2 separate regions of the Sus scrofa genome follow, and region 1 is linked to region 2. Evidence: chromatin contacts called from public HiChIP or PLAC-seq data. All regions are on one chromosome and are shown on one strand. The core of a region is the stretch at or near the end of the contact, and the rest is flanking DNA. Distances in the headings are between cores, read along the strand shown.

What was found. HiChIP or PLAC-seq counts read pairs in DNA pulled down with a chosen protein or histone mark.
Region 1: an H3K27ac HiChIP or PLAC-seq map of alveolar macrophages shows a contact between it and region 2. The contact joins two enhancer-like sites. A contact is called at or near these places in 1 of 47 Hi-C or Micro-C datasets (embryonic fibroblasts) and 1 of 2 datasets of contacts at active chromatin or transcription factors (alveolar macrophages).

What each region holds. Positions count from the first base shown.
Region 1 is chr4:40,289,475-40,294,219 of Sscrofa11.1, reverse strand. No RefSeq gene overlaps it. Among named protein-coding and RNA genes, the nearest start is that of PTDSS1, 84 kb to the left of the region's middle. Within about 2 kb of position 1,454, at least 22 of the 83 cell types and tissues checked have an H3K27ac peak or open chromatin away from gene starts, as enhancers often do. A contact at or near this core is called in alveolar macrophages, where this site is marked.
Region 2 is chr4:39,865,708-39,870,187 of Sscrofa11.1, reverse strand. No RefSeq gene overlaps it. Among named protein-coding and RNA genes, the nearest start is that of CPQ, 12 kb to the right of the region's middle. Within about 2 kb of position 2,292, at least 2 of the 83 cell types and tissues checked have an H3K27ac peak or open chromatin away from gene starts, as enhancers often do. A contact at or near this core is called in alveolar macrophages, where this site is marked.

The DNA of each region.
Region 1 (4,745 bases), core at 205-2,704, 420 kb before region 2:
TGGGTGACGGGCAAGCTTCCTGTCTGCAGTACTGGTAAAAGAGACTCCTAAGCCCCAGCATTGCCTTCTTGGAGCAAAGAGAAGGGTATTGGCAGATCCATCCGCGTCTCATAAACCCAGCGCCAACACGAACATCTTTCAGAAAATACAATTGGGGAGTTCCCGTCGTGGCACAGTGGATGAATTTGATTAGGAACCATGAGGTTGCAGGTTTGATCCCTGGCCTCACTCAGTGGGTGAAGGTCCAGCATCGCCCTGAGCTGTGGTATAGGTCACAGACGCAGCTTGAATCCTGTGTTGCTGTGGCTGTGGTGTAGGCTGGCAGCTAGTAGCTCTGATTAGACCCCTAGCCTGGGAACCTCCATATACCGCAGGTGCAGCCCTAAAAAGAAGAAGAAGAAGAAGAAGAAGGGGGGAAAAAAGAAAATAGAATTGGTCTGAGAGTTTTGCTATCACGACTGATGCAACCGGACCCCCAAGCTCCTTGGCCATTCTGGGCTCGTGCTTGGACCTCTTTGCCCTGGGAGTTAGTTTTGTTTGTTTGTTATTGGAATACTCTGAAAACATCATTGCCAAGGGTCTGCAAATTGTGGGTGCTAATGGCAGAAGGTATTCCCCATATGCCTGACCTCCTGACCCCCACAAATCTCCTCAGCTCCTCAGACACCAGTCTTCCTGTGTAGGGTGTGTCTGTCCCTTTTCTGGACGCTGAGTAAAGGGGACTCATGTGGACTTTACAACCATGGGAAATAAGATTTGTTTGCCTTTAAAAGTAAAAGAAGGTAAATCAGAGACCCAAAACCTAAAATATTGCATTCACATGTCTGAAGTATACACACAATAGCCTTAATTACAGCATCAAATTGCAGGCATGGTTTATGTAACCATCCATGCTGGAAAATCTGGACTGTAAACCTTACTGTTCCCACTCGCCTGACTCATCCGTCAGTCCATCTGCACACATCATGGGCTGATTAGGTATTTTACGGGTGCAACCTGGGAAAGGCACGCCAAGATCCCCACGTTTCAAAATGTTTAAAATCCTCTGCCTTCTCTCAGAGGGAATGAAAGCCAGGCCAGGAGTAGGCGGATGAGTTCACCAGGGCCCCTGCCGACAGATCTTCCAGACAAAGGCATTCGGGCGACTGGGGTGCTTCAAAAGACCTCTTGGAGAGGTGGTGTGTCTTGAGACACCCTCCCTCCCCTGAATCTTCCTGGATACCACTCAGCTGGGTTTGCTAGGGAGCCAGGTGCCAGAACAGCACTTCCAATTCTAGATAAGGGGCGTCGCTTAAGACCCCCTCCCCCGCTCCCCTTTGCATCCAGCCCCAAATGTATGTGTATTCTTCAATCCTGTGAGTTTGCCTGTTTTCCACGTTTCCCTGGCTCTGAGGCTCGAGTACTTCGCCCAAGAGCACATGGCCACTAGGGGGCGTCAGATCAACCCTGATGCTCTTCCTCCCACCCCAGGCTCCTTGATTTAATTCTTGCGCACACGTCTTCTGCCGGGTTCCTGGACCCGAGCCTCCACCTATTTCCACCCCCCCGCCTGGCTCTCAGGCAGCCTCTGCTGATGGAGGGTAAGGAGCCCCGGGGGGCTCCCCTCCCCCTGGTGCGCACTTAGCGGTGGTGCCCGCAGCGACTGCAGATGTTGATCTTCCCTGCGTTTTCTGCTGCTTCCGTGCTTGGTGGCGGGACTAACGGGTGTCTCGAGCTTCCTTGAAGCAGAGCCCCCCCTCTGTCTGTTTGGGTTCTTTTCCTGACGTTTCCTTGCCTTCTGCAAACTGTCGGAAGGCGATGCCCCCTGCCTGTAGCAGCTCCCTCAGCCCTCAGGAATCTGATTTACGATCTGGCGAGGCCGTAAACCTCTGCTCTTCACTTCTGAAAAGGACTGCAAAGTATGGGAAAGAATGTAAATTATAAATACTGAATTCCTACGGTCAGCAATCATGTAATGGCCTGCGTTGTTGTGTTTTGCGTTCTTTTTTTTAAATATGGTATCCATATGGCTTTAATTTCTAAGGGTCTGGGTTCCCCCACTGCCACCACCATATTTTTAGGGAGAACAGATAACAGTGAAATGTCCCACTGAGATCAGGTATTTTTCTTTCTTTCTTTTTTTTTTTTTTTTTTTTTTTTTGCTTTTTCTAGGGCCGCTTCCCGCGGCATATGGAGGTTCCCAGGCTAGGGGTCCAATTGGAGCTGTAGTTACCTCCTGACGCCAGAGCCACAGCAACACCAGACCCGAGCCACGTCTGTGACCTACACCACAGCTCACGGCAACGCCGAATCCTTAACCCACTGAGAGGCCAGGGACCGAACCCTCAACCTCATGGTTCCAAGTCGGATTCGTTAACCACTGCACCACGACGGGAACTCCTAGGTATTTTTCTAAAATGAGAAATAACATTTTCTGATGACTCACTGGCCAAAGACTGAAATGCCACACTCTTCACAAAGAGGGATGGGACTGGAGGTGACCGTTCTCTGCCTGCTGATCTGGTGGCCCAGCTCTAGACCAGCCCCTGGTGTGGTCAGCCTTACCCCCCTCCTCCCCCGCCCCAAACCCCGTTTTGACTTTCTCAGAGGTGGTTTTCCGGTAAGATTTTTTGAAATTCTCTTCCTGTCCCTCTTACGAGTCAAAGTCTGCTCACTCGGTGGGAACAGACTTCTCAGCGCGGCTGCAAGCGGTGAAGACAGCCGCAAAGTCATCCTCAAGACACAATGACCGCTGGGTTTGAATGTTCATTCCAGCTGCGGGTCGGCTCCCGGCTTAGATTTCACATGCGGGGCGGAAGGAGCTCCACGCTCTGCCGAGGCAGGAAGGGGCCGCTGGTCACCGCGTGAATTCCTGCCGCCCTTCCCGGACCACAGAATCCAGTTCCTGAGATCACAGTGCTGGTGTTCAGCATTTTTGCCCTCAAACCCAACCTCGTCCTGCTTCCAAATGATGGGTGAAAGCTGCAAAAACACCCGGCGTCTTGAAGTTCTCAAGCCACTGTTTTAACAGCCCCAGTCTGGCCGAGCATCTATTAAAGTGGATGGGATTGTGTTTCTCTTCGTGTGGTCAGGAAGTACGCCGACGGCAGAGCGTGGTGCGTGGGAATGTGATGCCGGAGATCACAGGCGTGTCCACCCACAGAAATATATAAGCTCACAAGCACCTCTTCACTCCCACCCTCACCTTCAGGTCTTCCTGCTGTTTTCTTTGGACCACATTTGATTCACAAAATGCCAGGCTCAGCTCCGACGTGGGACTAGCCAGACCACACAAGAGGGCGTGGAGGCCCTCAAAAATGTCTGAGGGGATGGGTACAACTGGGCCACAGGATATCCTCAGCCGCAGGTCCATTCCTGAAAATTATGCCTCTGCAGATGGTTCTGCCTCTGTACCGCTAAGTCATTGCAGCAGAGATAAGCCCAACAGCGATGGCCCTCAAAGATGTACGTGACACTTAAATATGTGATGCCCAGTACTTAATATAATCGATGGTTCGCTTTCTGTGTCAACTTGCCTGGGCTAAGGAGTGCCCAGACAGCTAGGAGAATATCATTTCTGGGTATGCCAGTGAGGGTGTCACCAGAAGAGACTGGCGTTTGAGTTGGTAGGTTGCCTTCAAGGATGTGGGTGACTCTCATCTGATCTGTTGAGGGGCTGAGGAGCACAAAAGTACAGAGGAAGGCTGAATTTTTTTTTTTTTTTTTTGCTTTTTAGGGCTGTACCTGTGGCATATGGAGGTTCCCAGACTAGGGATCAAAACGGAACTACAGCTGCCAGTCACAGCCACAGCCACGCAGGATCCAAGCTGCATCTGTGACCTACACCACAGCTCATGGCAATGCCAGATCCTTAACCCACTGAGTGAAGCCAGGGATCGAACCTTTGTCCTCATGGATACTAGTCGGGTTTATTAACCACCGAGCCACAGTGGGAACTGTTCTCTCTCTGCTCCATCTGAGACATCCTTCTTCTTCCCTTGGACATTGTTGCTCCAAGTTCTTGGGCTTGCAAACTCAGACTAGGACTTAACACCGCTCCCCCACCCCCCGCCGCCGTCCCCATACACACATACCAACTGAGCCCTTGGACTTGAACTGAATCGCATCACCAGATTTCCTGGTTCTCTGGCTTGCAGACAGCAGCAGACTGTGGGATATGCAGGCCTCCCTAGCTATGTGAGCCAATTCCTCTAATAGCTCTCCTCATATGTATAGTGTATATATATATATATATATATATATATATATATATATATATTCTATTGGTTCCATTTCTCTGGGGAACCCTGACAAATACAGCCAGCCTTGTATTTGGACTAGGGTTTGTAAGTTAAACTTATCAAGGGAAATGAGGAAATCGGAGTCCTTCAGTGAAGAATGCTCCAAAACGTGATTTGCTGGCATGTAAATCCACTTGCTTTGTCGCTGGTTTTTCAGATAGCATTGCTGGAAACAGCAGCATTGCTTTTTAAGTTGAGAACAATGGCGTGCAGACGACTTCTGGTGTGCTGCTGAGGAGATGGCCAGCGTCATGAAATCTGTCCCTGGTGGGGGTACTAGTGTTGGCCCGAGAACAAAAGCAAAAGTCCACATCAGACACTGGACTCACTACTTCAGCACAGCCCCCACCCCCAACGCCCACTTGTTCTAGCCCGACCCCTGATTTTCAAACAAATCATTATAGTTAGTTGTATCTTGTTTAAGAAAATCCTTTAAGGAGCAGCTGCTCAGATGGGGAGAGGGAA
Region 2 (4,480 bases), core at 1,043-3,542:
ATTAAGCACTTTGAAGAATTGTTTTAGCTCCATTACTGTGAATCTATTTGGCTTCACTTTTTCCTTTTGCCTCCTTTGATGAATGTCTGACCATTGGGATGGAGTGGGATCAGCGCATTAATTTCCCCTCAACATCACTGAGTAGTGCTCTTTTCCCTGCGTGGGAGCCTGAAGCAACAGATGCTGTGTGTTCCTGGTGTGTGTGTGTGTGTGTGTGTGTGTGTGTGTGTGTGTGTGTGTGTGTGTGCTCTTAGCCTGCGTTTGCTGATGCTGCTGTCTGGCCGCCATCTCATTGCAGAGAGCACATGTTAAGATCTGGGGAAAAGCATAAGGGCAGATCAGATTTTAAAAATGAATGGTGAGTCTCTGTTGTGTTAACAGTGTATATAGCTGGATAGTATTTTCTTTTTAAGCTCATGAAACTTAACAGCTGTTTAGTGAAGCCTCATTTTCATACATGTCTGTTTGACAGGTTTAATAGCAAATTTTGCAGTTAAGTGGCTTGCGGAACAGGCTTCCCTGGCTTGGGCTGTAATAAGAACTGTGTTTGCAGCACGATTCGATGAGGGTCTTTCTGCTTTTGTGTTTATGGAATGGGGAACCTGGCTAAAGTGAGGGAAGCTGAAAGGCATGTTCCAAAGGAAATTGCTAATACCTCTGCCAGAGTGTTCCTTGGAACTTGTTATTAACCAGTTCAGGAAAAGATACATGGGGGAAACATGCTGTTTAGCAATAGAAACACATTAGAACAGCCAGCTTACTGTAACCCTATATTGGCAAATAGTAATTAAATCTATATATCTCCAGCTTTATGGTTTTCTGCAGCTGAGTCTCTGGAAGACTTTGATTCAAGGAAGGTCCATATTCTCTTCCTTGCCTCTGAAAGAGGCTGCTGTGTGCCTTGTAAGAGCCTTTTAATATCACCAGATTGAAGGCAAATATGTCACTGTTTTAACAGACAGAAGTAAAGCACTTCCTATTACTACCCTTAGGTTGGGGGTCCAAGTTCTAGCAAACTAGGACTTTACGAGACTAGAATCCCATGTCCCTTTGTCCCTTTTTTTCAGATCATAGGACCTCAGAATTGCTTATGTCATTGATTACCTACTTTGTATTTGGACCCAAAGTGTATGAACTGCATTCAGTTCATATGATTTATCTATGTTTTTGTTGACTGTACGTGCTCGATGTGACTGCAAGTCTGTACACATGTGGCGGAGTCACAGATCATGGAACCCTGTTGGTAAGAGGCATCTACCCTCATGGTCCGCCCAACATCCACAGCCAACAAAGGGACCAAGAGCTGCCTCATATCCTCTTTGAGTTACAGTACAGATTTTGCAAGCCAAGAATACAAAGTTTTTCCTAGAGTTCATGGTTGATTTCACTTATTGGAATTTTAATCGTATTGCTTCACTTACACAGCATGTGAAAGAGCTTCATATTTATTCCTTTCCATTCCATCATGATGTAGGTCAAAAGCCAAGTTACATTACATTGTATGACAAAGATTCCTACTTGTTTTTTGGCTACACTTGTGGCATATGGACATTTCTAGACAGGGATTGAATCTGAGCTGTAGGTACAATCTACACAGCTGCAGCAATGCCGGATCCTAAACCCACTGTGCTGGGCCGGGAATCAAACCTGTGCCTCAGTAGTGAACCGAGCTGCTGTAGAGACAATGCTGGATCCTTAACCTATTGTGCTACAGTGGGAACTCTCAAAGATGCCTACTTTTGAACAATTGGAGTTTGGGCTTTGTTGTTTTATATGCTCAAGAAACTTGAAAGGGATAAAGAAATCTGGATAAAGAATTAGTAAAGTGAGGAGTTCCTGTCGTGGCTCAGTGGTTAATGAATCCGACTAGGAACCATGAGGTTGCAGGTTCAATCCCTGGCCTTGCTCAGTGGGTTAAGGATCCGGCGTTGCCATGAGCTGTGGTGTAGGTTGCAGATGCGGCTGAGATCCCTCATTGCTGTGTCTCTGGTGTAGGCCAGTGGCTCCAGCTCCAATTTGACCCCTAGCCTGGGAACCTCCATATGTTACGAGTGTAGCCCCAAAAAGCAAAAAAAAAAAAAAAAAATTGCTGAATGTTTTCTGTGCTTAGGGAAGCAGGTGATGAGGGGCCCTAGAAAAGGCAAAAAAAAAAAATTAGTAAAGTGAGCTCAATTAATTTTCTTAAAATTTAAGTTGCTCATTGGTAAATAATAAAATGTCACAGACATACAATGAGTCAGTCCTGTGGCTCATGCCGGTGGGATGAGGAAGGATAAGGGAGATAAGGTCACTTGACGTCTGTAGAGTGGGGTAATGAGTGTCCAGGGTGGCCAGTGGTAGGAGAAGGGTCTACTGGTAGACCTCTTTCAGCAGGTTGTCACCCCCACCCTGCTCTCATTATGTCACTAATCTGCTGTTGCTCTACTAACTTCCAGAAGAAAGGGGAATATCATGCCCTGGGTTCTTTGCACTGCTGTCAGGATTTGCCTCTCTTCCTTCATTTTCCTGCTTTGTTTCCACAATGTTCATACCTTATCTAGGTAGGATGACACATTAAATGTCAGAGACGTTTAATGAAGCCTCCTTACCATGACTCTTGGGGAAATAATGGTGAAATTATTGGATACAGGTGAATCCTAGTGCAAGATGGTGAGAGAGGTGGGCCTGATCCACCTCACCCTATCTTGGAGTCTGATTCTCATAGGTAGGGCCAATTCTGGTTCATTCCTGTGTGTTTTTTTTTCAAGAAGTATAATGAACTTTTTAAAAAAGAGCCATATAAGTAGGACCCTTTCTTTTTTCTTTTTAACTTTCTATTTTGAAGTAAATATAGACTTGGAGAATGTCACAAAAATAATATAGAGAGATCCTATTGTGTCCTTTGCCACCTTCTCCCCATGGTAACGTATATGTAGCCGCAGTATATCAAAATCAGGAAATTGCCAATCTACAGACTTTATTCAGATTTAATTAGTTTTTACTAGGTGGGATTGTCTAAATATTTCAAACTCTATGTTTGTTTGTTTAAAATAGTAAGTAGAATTGAAGGTGCAGTGGAAGCAGAGGTTCAAGATGTCTGGTCTCTTCCTTTCTTTCTCTCTTGTCCTCCTGCCCCCATATCGTGTCAAAAACAGATAACAGAAAATGTATATCAACAAATACAGTCTGAACACTTACTCTGAGAAACAGTAAATTAGGTACCAAGGAGGAATAAATGCTTATCAGAGGAAATGTTGTTATATCTGGGAATTATCTACTGATACAGAAAGGTTTAGCTCAAGACAGGACATATTTACTAAGCACATGAAATATATTCAGCACTTTCTTTTGAATTTAAAAAAGAAGGGTTCTCCTCCATTTGGAGTGTTCTGTCTTTGACGCCTCTCCCCACTCAAATGCCTGCCAGCTCTAAGTCTTCCAAAACCAATCAGGTACCACTCATTATATCCTATCTAGAGTATCTACTAGGTGCTGGATCAAAGCTAGATCCTAGAGGTTCCAAGATGGACTCTATGCAGGCCTTGCCCACATTAATTCCATAGTTTAGTGGGAGAGACAACATTTTGAATGTAGATATTTTAAAGAAAGATAATCACTATGGCAAAGAGAATGTCTGAAAGAAGAGAAGGCCAGGACAGGGAAATCAGGAGAAGGTTGCTGTGGTAGTTCAGGTGAATGGAGTATGGCCAGAAATCAGGGCTTTTTAGGAGTTAAATATGATAGCACTTACTGATTAAGTGCTGGAGGGTTTAAAAGAGAGTGAGATATCCTGAATAGTCCAGATGATGGGGTGATGGAAATGTCATCCATTGATGTGGGAATTCCGGGAGAAGAGTGGATTCCAGAGGAAGAGTCCTAAGAAGAGTTTGGGTTTAATGAGTTAGAGGTGTCTATAGGAAAACAAACTAAGAGAACTTAACATGTAGATGAGCTCATGCTCTAGATGGTAAATGAAGCCTTGGAGTGAACAACCTTGCCAGTTAGAACATGTAGTGGAAGCAGAAGGTCAAGGAGGAAGCCCTAGGAAATAATAAACTTCAAAGGAGAAATGGGAAAAGGGACCCTACAGAAAAGATTGGGACAAAGAACAGAAATATAGGAAGAAGAATGTTTGGAATAGGTGAGGATATCCACAATGTTAAATGTTTCAGATGCTAAGTATGGTAGTAATTTAAGTGTTTCCTTGGTCTTAGGAATGAAGACATCCTTAATGACCTTTGTGAGTTCAATTTAAATTGGCTGGTGGGAGGCGACAAAAAGTATAAGGTGATTTATTCAAGTGTTAATATGGAGTGTGAAGAAAAGTATGATTGATATTAAATATTTCACAAAATCCATAATAGAATGATAGAGCTGAAATGAAACCCTTTATTTTACACAGAAAGAGAGATTTCAAATGAATTGATCAAGGTCCTGCATTTAGGGAGAAAAAGCCAGGACGAAGTCCCAAGTCTCTTGACTTCTTTTATGCAAGAAAGTT